Regions from separate parts of the Sus scrofa genome. Here regions 1 and 2 are each linked to region 3. Evidence: chromatin contacts called from public HiChIP or PLAC-seq data. All regions are on one chromosome and are shown on one strand. The core of a region is the stretch at or near the end of the contact, and the rest is flanking DNA. Distances in the headings are between cores, read along the strand shown. Region 1 holds the start of BAG3 (BAG family molecular chaperone regulator 3). Region 2 holds the start of TIAL1 (nucleolysin TIAR). Region 3 holds the start of INPP5F (phosphatidylinositide phosphatase SAC2).

Evidence for each region. HiChIP or PLAC-seq counts read pairs in DNA pulled down with a chosen protein or histone mark.
Region 1: an H3K27ac HiChIP or PLAC-seq map of skeletal muscle shows a contact between it and region 3. The contact joins the promoter of BAG3 here to the promoter of INPP5F in region 3. A contact is called at or near these places in 1 of 5 promoter capture datasets (liver), 3 of 47 Hi-C or Micro-C datasets (heart right ventricle, liver and skeletal muscle) and 2 of 2 datasets of contacts at active chromatin or transcription factors (alveolar macrophages and skeletal muscle).
Region 2: an H3K27ac HiChIP or PLAC-seq map of skeletal muscle shows a contact between it and region 3. The contact joins the promoter of TIAL1 here to the promoter of INPP5F in region 3. A contact is called at or near these places in 1 of 47 Hi-C or Micro-C datasets (fetal heart ventricle) and 2 of 2 datasets of contacts at active chromatin or transcription factors (alveolar macrophages and skeletal muscle).

The regions. Positions count from the first base shown.
Region 1 is chr14:129,507,542-129,511,669 of Sscrofa11.1, forward strand. BAG3 (BAG family molecular chaperone regulator 3) reads left to right here and starts at 2,699. Exons shown (of 5, transcript XM_021073458.1): 1 at 2,699-3,288; 2 at 3,291-3,470. The coding sequence starts at 3,100.
Region 2 is chr14:129,465,841-129,469,902 of Sscrofa11.1, forward strand. TIAL1 (nucleolysin TIAR) reads right to left here and starts at 1,310. Exons shown (of 12, transcript XM_003133196.4): 1 at 780-1,310. The coding sequence starts at 811. LOC110256777 (a long non-coding RNA gene) reads left to right here and starts at 343. Exons shown (of 2, transcript XR_002338744.1): 1 at 343-555; 2 at 960-4,062.
Region 3 is chr14:129,576,166-129,580,011 of Sscrofa11.1, forward strand. INPP5F (phosphatidylinositide phosphatase SAC2) reads left to right here and starts at 1,448. Exons shown (of 19, transcript XM_013983807.2): 1 at 1,448-1,728. The coding sequence starts at 1,632.

The DNA of each region.
Region 1 (4,128 bases), core at 1,449-3,948, 67 kb before region 3:
ATTTATTCCTGGAGTTCCCATTGTGGCTTAGTGGGTTAAGAACACCATGTTGTCTCTGTGAGGATGTGTGTTCTGTCCCTGGCATCCCTCAGTGGGTTAAGGATCTGGTGTTGCTGCAAGCTGCGGTGTAGGTCACAGATGAAGCTCAGATCCCGTGTTCCCTCTACTGTAGCTCTGATTTGACCCCTAGCCCAGGAACTTCCATGTGCCACAGGTGTGGCAAGAAAGGAAGGATGGGAGGGAGGAAGGAAGGAAGGGAGGGAGGAAGGAAAGAAAGAGAAAGAAAGAAATTTCTTACAGTTCTGGAGGTTGGGAAGTCCAAGATCAAGGCATCAGTGGATTCGGTGTCTAGTAGGGGCCAGAGGAACATCTGTCTTCTCACTTCTCACTTGAGGAAGCAAGCAGTGAGGGAGCTCTCTGGGGTTTTTTGTTTGTTTGTTTGTCTTTTTAGGGCTGCACCCATGGCATATGGAGGTTCCCAGGCTAGGGGTCTAATCGGAGCTGTTGCTGCAGGCCTACGCCAGAGCCATAGCAATTCCAGATCCGAGCCATGTCTGTGACCTACACCACAACTCAAGGCAACACCACCAGATTCTTGACCCACTGAGCAAGGCCAGGGATTGAACCTGCAACCTCATGGTTCCTAGTCGGATTCGTTTCCGCTGTGCCATGACGGGAACTCCTCTGGGGTGTTTTTTATAAGGGTATTGAACCCATTCACCAGGGCTTCATCCTCATGACTTAATCACTTCCCAAAAGTCCCACCTCCAAATAGCATCACACTGGGGAATAGGTTTCAACATATGACCTTTGGGAGGATAGAAACCTCCAGTCTCTAGCACCTGGGGAAAGAGCATCCCAAGACTTAGAAGGAAAAAAGGCACCAAGGTCAGACATGCTCCTTGTTATTCAGCATGGCTCAAAGGAGCTTCTTCCAGGTAGTTCTCCAAGACTTATGGCTCCATTTTAGACAAACCCTCTTGAAGTCCCTGGTGGAACATAACTCCCAGAAGCAACGATATTAGCCCCAGGAGAACTTGCTTCCTCCTTGCTCCTGTCTAGTGCACCTGCAAACAAAACATCAGCAAAGAATGCTCTCAGTGTGTAAATGTAGTTGTCATAGAATGCAAATGGAGTAAAGGAAAGAGAAATAAAAATTCACTTTAGAATCAGTCTTCAGTATACATCAATATTATTGAATATAGATTCTGGAGCTCAGGTCTCCAGAAATAAGTTCTTCCTGACGGGAGTTCTCATCGTGGCTCAGCAGTAACGAGTCCAGCTAGTATCCATGAGGATGTGGATTTGATCCCTGGCCTTGCTCAGTGTATTAAGGATCTGGCATTGCTGTGAGCTGTAGCGTAGGTTGCAGACACGGATTGGATTTGGTGTTGTTGCGGCTCTGGCGAAGGCCAGCAGCTACAGCTCCAATTCAGCCCCTAGCCTGGGAACTTCCATAAGCTTGGGGTGCGACTCCCCTCCAAAAAAGCCACTGAATAAGGCGCTTGAGGGTCCAGCTCCTTCAATAGTAGTACTTAGGGTAAATTAGTGCACTGGCATTTGGGTTTATACATCAGTCTCTTGTGTGTTTGGTACCTGAGTCAGTCCTTGGGGCTTAATCGTCTCTGCGTTTTCCCAAAACTGAATTTTGTACTTTAAAGCTGATAAGAACACCTGTGTAAGTGAGAATCATTCCATTGGAAATGATTGGTAGGCCTCTTATCGTTTGCTCCAAAAGGAGTAATTTGAGGGCAGGAAGAGAGGAAAGGTATTGCCTCTGAGGGTTCCTGGGTAGTCTCTGCATTTGAGTTGGAAAATTGGGCCCAGTATTAAGCCATGGCACCTTCTCAAAGTGCTTCTGGAGAAAGGAATGAGTCTCAGGCCCAAAGATTTAAACTAGTACCTCCCCAACATTCTCCCTCTGGGGGGCACACACTCTCTCTCCCAGAGGAATTGAGGTGTTGGGTTCAGGCTGCAAGTGCGATTATTGAAACAACCCAACAAATACATTTAATGATTCAATTTGTTCCCTACTTCTCAAGTAAAGCTCAAATTTTAAGACAGCAAGAACCAACCTCTACCATAAAAAAGACCAAAACTCCAAATAATGTGTTTTTTTCTTTAAAGTTGTTCAGCAATGATAGTTTCTTATTTGAGTTATGAGGTTCAGGAGCATAAAACCATGGGCTGATGCAATCTTTCTGTCTTCAGGTTTTTTTGAAAGAAAGGCAGGTGAGTTTCCATTTGCACTTCCATTTTTCCCCTGGCTTGGTTACTGTGTCAGGTCAACATTCCAGCGCTCCTTCCGACAGCCGTTAAGCCCAAGGGAGAAAAGTGATTAAAACATAACGGAGGGACACCAGTGCCCCGAGTATCAGTATATGGGGGTACAAATGAGAGGTGGGGAGAGACTCTGGTTTAAACCCAAAGACTTTAAAGGCTAACGATGACTTTGTTTTTATAAGGAACTGCAGCAGATACTCTTGAGTGCGGACTCCCAGTCCTAAGAACAGGAAGAGGCAGTCTGAAAACCGAAACCGCCCAGGACACAAAGACGACGTCCCTGGGGCTCGCTGGTCCAGTCAGCCAGCATCAGGGAGATGCCTCGGGTGCACCTTGGCCCACCCTGAGGCTGTCTCAGCCGGGTGACACCCACCCAGGAAGCTGGCGCGAGGGAGGAGGTGGGGTGGAGGAGGGGCGGCAGGGAGGCCACGCCCGTGACCACGCCCACGCCCCGCCCCGCCACGATTATAGCCGATGACTCAGGGCGGAGCTCCGCATCCAGCCCTCGCCGCCGCCAACTTCTCTGGATGGGACCAGAAGTTTCTAGCCGGCCAGTTGCTACCTCCCTTTATCTCCTCCTTCCCCTTTGGCAGCGTGGAGGCTATTTCCAGACACTTCCAGCCCTCTCCGGCCACGTCACCCCCTCCTTTAATTCATAAAGGTGCCCAGCGCCGGCTTCCCGGACACGTCGGCAGCCCACAAGACTCTAGCTCCGGCCTCGGCCAGCGAGCCACTCTGCGCCTGGAAGTCCGGCACCCCGCGACCCTGTGACCCGGCACCCCGGCGGCTGCCCCTCCGGGCCGACCCCGACCCAGCATGAGCGCTGCCACCCACTCGCCGATGGTTCAGATGGCGTCCGGCAACGGCGCCGGCGACCGCGACCCCCTGCCCCCCGGCTGGGAAATCAAGATCGATCCGCAAACCGGCTGGCCCTTCTTCGTGGACCACAACAGCCGCACCACGACGTGGAACGACCCGCGCGTGCCCCCGAGGGCCCCAAGGTAAGCGGGACCCGAGCTGCACTCTGGCCAGCACTTCCCCCCACCCCCACCCCCCCCGCGCCCCGACGGCGAGCGGCGGGACAGGGCTTCGGGGATGGGGGTGGCGGGCTGGACTGGGCCGGGCTGCGGGGACGCGAGGAGCAGGGTGCCTGCCGGCCACAGCCCGCCCGCGCCGGTGTCCCAGAGGTCAGTGAAGGCCACTGGGAACGTACAGACCCCCAAGTGGACACCAGCTCTCAGGAGTCGGCCTGCCGCGTCCCAGGAGCCCCCTCCCCAGGCCCGCCCTTGGCCGGCGTCGGGGCGAGGGGGAGGCCCCGGGGAGGACTGTCCTCTCTGGGCTGCATCTGGTTTCCGGAGGTCGGGCGGGAAGTGCGACCCGCCCCATGGTGCCAGGTCCGGTCCACCGGCTGGATTCGAGGGGCCGTGGGCCAGGAGGCGAGGGGCGATCGGCCTGGTCAGCCTCGGAGGCCCGGGCCAGGCCCCACCGCGGCCTCCGCCCGGCTTCCAGGGCTGAGAGCCTGGTTTCACTCTGCTGATCACGCTTGGTCGGACGCCAGGGGGCCTTTGGCAAGCTTGGATGGGGGGGTCTCTTAGGATCTCTAAGGACTTTTACCTCCCAAAGTTCCAGAACTTGCTTGAGGGTATCTTGACTTCAGTCTTCCACCTGAGGCACAGAGTGACTCAGGAGACTGACGTAAATACATCCCCCCCGCCCCTTGAATTTGAAATTAAAATTGTATTCTTGTTTGAAACTGTTTTCGATAAGAATATATTCTAGAATGACTTGTTAAAAAAAAAAAAAAAAAGATGCTGTTCTCCCAGGCAATTTTAAACTAAAGACGTG
Region 2 (4,062 bases), core at 60-2,559, 110 kb before region 3:
CCGAAGGGCTCGACGCAGAAATAGATTAGGTATGTAATAGAGAAGGTAGCACCAATAGAGCAAAAAGCTGTTTAACAACTGGTTGTCAGTTTAGCGTAGGTAGCGCTCAAAGTAAACTTCGTCATCCAAGAAAGGAAAGATGCTCCGGCGGCAAGAGGCATCCCTTTTGCACTTCAAAAGTAGCGGGCGCTTGGCGAGTGTTTCTGACAGCGTGGGCGGGGGCACGTGGGGCAGAAAGAGAGTAGGGGCTTGAGTGGCGGAAGAGTGTCCGGCTTCCTCGCAGAGCTTAGCTTGGGAGAAGAGCCGGGAGCGACTGGAGCTGGGGACGTGGAGGGCGTGAGTGCTAATTCCTCGCAGCACGCAGGGGATGTGGCCGCAGTCCCACCCCCAGTCCCACCCCCACCAGGCCCAGCCCCCGTGGGGACCGGCAGCTCCCGGCCCAGCCCAGGGCCCCCAAAGCACAGGGGGAGCAGGAGCTCTCCCGGGCCTGACAGACTCTGCCGTGCAAAAGCCCGGCTCAGGACGGGGTTGCAAAGAAGGGCGCGAGAGGAAAAGGTCGAAACTAGCCCCGGACCCCAGGAAGTGACTGTGTTTGGGGGAAGGGAGGGCTTCCTTCCCAAGGAAAAAGGGACAAATGAGGAATGCACTTCGCGTCCGCGCCACCCCAGCTAGGGAGCCGCCGAGAGTCCTGGCTTCGGCCCCGCTCTCTTGCTCCCTCCCATAGCATCCCGCAGTGCCCGGGCCTCTAGGCGCCTGGCACCCCCCGTCTGGGTACTCACAGAGTCCGGGGCTGCCCGTCGTCTTCCATCATGGTGGGTGCGACGGAGCGATCCCGGGACAAGGGGGAGGGCAGGGCTGGGGAAGGGAGGGGGTGGGGAGGAAGGGGAGGGGGGCTCCGGGCACCGGCTGGGGACAGAGGAAAAGGCACCGAACCCTGCTCTCGGGCTCTCTCCCCCCAGCCCGCTCCGGACACTGCGCTCCAACCAGGAGGAGCTGGAGGAGGAGGAGGATGAACAAAATGGCCGCCGCCACCAGCCAGGCAGGAAACGGGGCAGAGCGCAGGCGCGGCCCGCCAGGTCACCGCTCAGGCCAGCCGCGACGGCCTGAAAAAGCGGAGAACTGAGTGGGGAACAAAAGGGGCCACTGAGGAAACCTCGTGCCCGGTCACGACGGATCACGTCGTCGTTACTCGCCGGCTGGCTAGCGAAACCCAGCCAGCTCAAGAAGAACTCGAGAAAAAAGAGAACCGCCGTAAAACTGAAGTCTCTGGGAATTGTGGTCCTGGAAATGAGAGAGGTAAGCACTTCCCCGGAGGACTTCTGGGAACTGTAGTCCTGAGGAGCCGGAGCCGCTCTGGGAAGCGAAGAAGAGACTTCTGGGTAGTGTAGTCGTACGTGAGACGTGCGGCGACCAGGAAGTCGGCGTGCTGGGAGGGGAGGGAGAGAATAAAAGCGACGTTGAAAGGCAGGGAATCGAGCTGGGAAAAAGCGGCGTCGGAGAAGTAGACTGCAAGTCCCATAGTGCCTCGCGCTGGGGGCTGTCCTAGGACTGCTTCAGGCATTTTAAGACTCTTCTGTTGGCTCAGCGTGGGCTGCTGCTCCGCCTCTGTCCAGCCCAAGAGCGGTATCTTCAACTGCGGCTAATTCCGTGCTCTGGCTCCGCGTGGCGTCCAAGCCCGCAGGCCTTTCTGGCCCTCCTCTATTCATCAAAACCGCCCGCCCGCGGTCGCCAACTGCCGCCCCGCGCGACGGGCGGAGGGGCTGGGGGGTTCCTCCGGCCCAGCGCTGAGCTGGAAGCTGCGCTCGCCGGGGCCCCTCCGGCTTTCTCAACAGCCCGCCGATTCCTCCTCTGGGCTTGTTTTCCCGCAAATAGGTATTCTACCCTGGGTAGACGGCTTCTTCATTCGTTATCTCATCGGATAAGGGGGTCAAAAGAGCAGCCCTCCACTAAAATGACTCATCGAGTTGGTGTAAAGAGGGCGATAATGCCCTTCTGCCCCTCATTTAGTTATTAGAGTGAGTCTTTGGGCAGAGACGTGCACAGACTTAAGGCTGTGTTTACAGACATCCATCCATCCATCATATGGACGGGGAATGAAGTCTTGCTCGAGTATGTGGGAAACCCCGTTCAAACTGGCTACGTAACCTTGTAGAATTTGTTTTTTTCACCGGCGGCAGTTCACCCTACGCTCCCACTCCTTCACCCCACCCCCAAGCGTCTTTGGGAGAATGCTTTTGAGCTCGTACCCCCTCTTGTAGGTTAGTGAAGTGAAGGATTATAACGGCGAAGAAAGATTTTTCATCCTGTTGCCAGAGCTAGAAGGTCCCAGGTAAACTGTGCCTTGAGAGTTGGTTTTATAAACACTACCACTGACTCCTAATCCTGTGATGGGGGTCAACCGTGCAGCAAAAACGTTGTAATGTCAATATGGGGAGGAAGAAGTGGGGGGTTCAACCTGGAAGGCTTCATAAGACCTTGAGAAGAGAGTTGAGCCCCCTGAGTCAATGGGAACGTCAAGGGGCACCGAGGCCAGGACCCATGGGTAAAAAAAGTGTATGGGTTTGGTGGGGGGAGAAGTGGGGGAAGGCATGGAGTAGGAATCTGGAGAGCTAAGTTAGAAAGGTGGGCAACGGTTTTATAGCACCATGTTGTTAAAGATGGGTACCAGGCTGAGGAGTTTGGGGCTTTGTCTCCCAATCAATGAGGAGCTATTCAGAGGTTTTATTTTTTTTAATTGAACCGACGTCCAGAGCTGTAACCATCATCATCCAATTCATCATTGATCCACGCCCACTGTGTTAATTTCCTATTGTTGCTGCCACAAACTTAGGGACTTAAAACAGGACTATATTGGGAGTTCCCATCGCGGCTCAGTGGTAAACAAATCCGACTAGGAACCATGAGGTTGCGGGTTCGATCCCTGGCCTTGCTCAGTGGGTTAAGGATCCGGTGTTGCCGTGATCCTAGCTGTGGCTCTGGCATAGGCTGGTGGCTACAGCTCCGATTGGACCCCTAGCCTGGGAACCTCCATATGCCATGGGAGCGGCCCAAGAAATGGCAATAAGACAAAAAATAATAAAATAAAATAAAAAAACAAAAAAAAACAGGACTATATTATTTTAGAGTTCTGGAGGTCAGAAGTATGAAATTAGTTTCACTGAACTAAAACCAAGATGTTGGCAGGGCTGGTTCCTTCTAAAGTCTTTGGGAGAATGGGCTTCTTGCCTTTTCCAGCTTCTAGAAACCGTCTGCATTCCCATCATCTTCAAAAACAGCAGCATGGCATCTTCTTTCCTCTCTGACCTTTCTGCCTCTCTCTCTGTGACTGATCCTCCTTCCTCCCTCTTTGACTTCATGAGGACCCTTTGTGATCACATGGGGCCAGGATAACGTCCCATTTCTCTGAGACATTCAATCATGTTAGCAAAACCCCTTTTACCATAACCTAATGAGTACACTGGTTCTGGGGATTAGAGCATAGACATCTTGGGGGGGGGTGTCATTATTCAGTCTACCACTCCTGCCTTCATTTAGTTTGTTACTTTTTTAAAAATGCAATAATAGCTGTGAGCCCTCCACCCTAAAAAAAAAGTTCTTAGGGACGCAGTTTAGTCTAACTCTTGGGTTTGCTCACACACACACTCTCTCATCCTCCTGCCTCCCCTCACCTGGGTTCACCATCATGCTGAATTCTGAATTTAGCATTTCTTGTTTTTCTTTTTACAGAGTTTTATTCTCTATATATGTATATACATAATTTTTTCCCCAAAAAGTGTGTGTGTATACACATGTATTTTTGAGGGGTTTTTTTGGTATAATAAAAAAAGGGTATGTCCATTACGTACTTATTAGGATGGCCAAAATCCCAGACCCTGACACCACCAAATGCTGGGGAGGATAAAAAGCAACAGGTACTCTCATTCCCTGCTGGTGGGAATGCAAAATGGTGTAACCACTTTGGAAAATATTTTGGCAGTTTCTTACAAAACTAGTCATAGCTCCTAGGTATCTCAAATGAGTTGAAACTTATGTTTGCACAAAAACCTGCACATGAATGTTTAT
Region 3 (3,846 bases), core at 198-2,697:
TTTTTACCGTCTTGTCTCCATTATCTTCTTTGTCCATGTCACATCACAAAGATTTGACATAATAATCTCTCCTATTGACCTTTAGGTTGAGGTGTCTGGACAGTTCAAGAGGCCTATTTATACTTATCAGAGATTCCCGGACAGTTTGTCATCATGGGACTTTCTGTGCTATGGAAATTCAACAGAGAAATCAGTGTGGGCTGGAATAATTAGTAAAGTGGAACTTCTTCCTGAAAAAAGGGCCTCTCACTTTTATCAAGCAGAAGGTTAAAAGTATTGCCTTGCTTTTCTTGTCTCCAACCTCATTTTTGTTTTGTTTATTCTCTTCCTTTCTAAGGCATTAGAAAAGGCAGGAGATTGGAGTAGAAAGACTTGATGACTTATAAAACTGGGAGTGTAATTAGTCATTTAGTGCACCCACCATCTGAGACCAAGAGGCTTTCCCAAGATCACACAGCTAGATCATCCCTGGAGTGGGGCCTGGAACTGGGGGCCCAACTCCCAAGCTCCATTCTGTGCAAGGTACCACCTGGCCATTCAAGTTAGACAGCTCAAAAGATACTCAGGAGTGCTTCTGACTTCTACAAGATATTTTCCAACCACCTTAGCCTTGTCAAACTAGATCCCTTTCACCTCCTTGACATTTTATTGTCTTTTCACAGGCATCCTGCTGAATTCAGGGCACGATAGCTTATGAACTTTGCTCTCTTCCTCCTAGTTATTTAGAGCACTGTGCTGCTAATACTTGTTCAATTTCTATTGTTACACGCTCTTCACTGATGTGTATTTATTGAATGTCTGCTGCTGTCAAACGTCGCAAGATTCTAAGAGGAAATTCCAAAACAGACGTCCCGGTTCGCGGAGAGTCTGGCTGGGGATGGACCCCTGCAACCTGAGCCGCCTTTCCCGTTCTCCTAGTCTGGGGTCTCTGCGGGCAGACTAGATTTAGGGAGTCGGCCTGGCTTGTCTCAGGGCTGGTGAGAGAAACGAATAACCTGCTAGTATTGGAGGGGAGGCCCAGGAGTGGGCTTCTGTTCCAAAGGTCGCAGAGCAGCAGGGCGGCCAGTCTGATTCAGCCAGGCCCAGGCTGGGAAGCGGTCGCCCGGGGTGGGAAGGCGATCCCGCCAGGGGCGGGGCCTGGAAAGAGCGGGAGGAGGAGGAGGGGGCTGGGATAGGGAAGAGAAGAAAGAGGAGGAAGAGCCTCGGGGTAGGAACCAGGAGGAGAAACCCAGCTGAAGAAACCCAGAAGCTGGAGAAGGCGGCGGGAAAAAGCAGGAAGAGGAATGGAGAGGAGAAAGGGGGGGGGAGGAGACGGGGAGGGGGAGGAGTCTGCGAGAAGTCGGGAGTGGGTGGAGCAGGGGGAGGAGCCAGGGAGGAGCCGGGCGGGGGCATAGAGGGGCGGAGCCGGGGGAGAGGCCTCCCAGGCCGCAGCCGCCGCTGCCGGGGCGCGTTCCCCTGCCGCGGGTTTGGCCGCCGGGGCGCTCCCTCAGCCGCCGCTCCCTGAGGCGCCGGCTCTGGCGGCCCCGGCCGACGAGGACGCCCCGCGCGGGCTGCCGCCGCTGGGGCCGGGGGACCGCGGAGCCGCGGGCGCTCCCGGGCCGCCGCCGCCTCCCTCGGCGCCCGGGGCCGGCATGGAGCTCTTCCAAGCCAAGGACCACTACATCCTGCAGCAGGGCGAGCGCGCGCTGTGGTGCAGCCGCCGCGACGGCGGCCTCCAGCTCCGACCCGGTGAGCCTGGCGGCGCTGGGTCGCCCTGGGACTGGGAGGGGGCGAGGAGGGGGCGCGGCCGGGCCCCTCAGCTCGGGGCTGGGGTTCCGGCGCCGCCTGGGGCCCTGGCGGGCGGGGCGGGGCGGGCGCCGGCGAGGGCGCGCGATCTGTCATTATTTCCTGACGCGAAGGAGCGTTCGCCTCGCCCCTGCCCCTCTGAGGGGGACAAAGGGCCGTCGACCCTCGTCCTTCCGAGCGCGCTTCCGCTTGGAGATCTGCTCCGCTGCCCCGGAGAGCGGACCCGAGTCGCGCCGCGGGCGGTCGGGGTCGGGCTGCCCCCCAACGGGAAAGTTCGGGCGAGGTGCGCCTGGCCTTAAAGGCCTCTCCCACCCTGGAGTGGCCTCTGACCCGTCCTTTGGGAGAAGTTCTGGGTTCGAATTCCGATCTCAGGCCGGAGGCGGTCACACCAGTTCAATGGAACGTCCTGCCGAAGCTTCACTCCCGGTTGACATCTTTGTGTCACTGGTCCTTTAGCATTAAAGGTGTGACTTCATTTTGGTTACCTCATAGGCACTCAATTTCCGGCGCCCTTTCTTTGATTTTAGTATTACAGTTAAACAGCAGCGTGATGTTAAACTTTTAATATTTTTGTGTCACTCAAGATCGTGCGATTCAGAACGTCTTGGGGGGGGGGTCCATGTTTGGGTGTCCTGCAAGCTGTCCCGAGATGCCTGAGTCTACAGCGATTAGTTTGCGTGAGAGAAACTAGGTCACAGTGGTGAGTTAAACGGGGCAGGCCCTGCCCTCAGAGAGCTGACAGTCCAGGGGTCGGTTTCTTTTGAGGGGGCTCAGTAGCACCCCTCTTTGGAGGGGACCAGTCCTTTTTTCCTAATTACCACAGAGATCTTTCATTTTAGGAGAGGTGAGAGAATAGAGTTCTTTAAAGAAGTAGTGTTTCAAGTTGTAATTCTTGCAAGTAACTAGACAAAAGAATTACATGGTATGAATGAAATGTGTGAAAGGTACTAAAGGAACTTTTCATATATATCACAGCAGTTTCCATTTATAGGGAGGTTTCCAAGGAACTGGTCCCTCAATGTATTCTTGCCAATCCTCACAACTGCTTTACAAAGCACGTGGTGGTATCCTCTTCTTCAGGTGAGAAGACAGGTGTGAAAGGTTGAGAAACTTGCTGGAGCTCATAGAGAGTAGAATTGCCCCCCAGAACATTTTCTCATGGTCCTGTTGCTTGCTTAGGAAGGCCTGATAGTTGATTTGCTAGAGCAGTGAAGGAGAATTTATTTTTTCCTAGGTTCTGAGTGTATTTTCTTGCCATTGCATTTTATTTCCTCTATGCAGAATGGATGAGAAACTACTGCACCCAGATAAGGTTCTTGATAATCTTGAGACAAAAGTTGTTGTAGATAGGCTAATTTTGGCCAATTGCCAGTCATTCTCTTCTGTTTTTCCTAATTTGATAATTTGCCTGATCTTCCCCACCCCTACCACCCACCCACCCACACACCCTTCCCCAGTATTTGAATAAGACTTCAAGTGCAGCCTGAAGAAAGGTAGATTGCCAACTCTTTGGATTCTAAGAGCTTAAAATTAACTATTACAGCTAGATGGAACTTGACATCATCTCCAACTCACTGGACAGAACACTTATCTGCACCTGATTTCCTTAGCTATAAAGTGAGGGTTGGGCTTTTTGGTCCTTGTACATAATGAAATGTGTTTTTTTTTTTGTTTTTTTTTTTCCTTTTCTAGGGCTGTTCCCATATGGAGGTTCCCAGGCTAGGGGTCTAATCAGAGCTGTAGCCACCGGCCTATGCCAGAGCCACAGCAACGCAGGATCCGAGCCATGTCTGTGACCTACACCACAGCTCATGGCAACGCCAGATCCTTAACCCACTGAGCAAGGCCAAGGATCGAACCTGTAACCTCATGGTTCCTAGTCGGATTCGTTAACCACTGCGCCATGATGGGAACTCCCATAATGAAATGTTTTTAACACAACTCCAATTTGTTAAGTGTTTGTTCAGTGTACCTCTTGGAAGATAAGAATTGATGCGCTTTGTGAAAAATACTCAGGAAATCTCTGGGTGGTCACCTGTGTATTGGGACAGTGAATTAGGG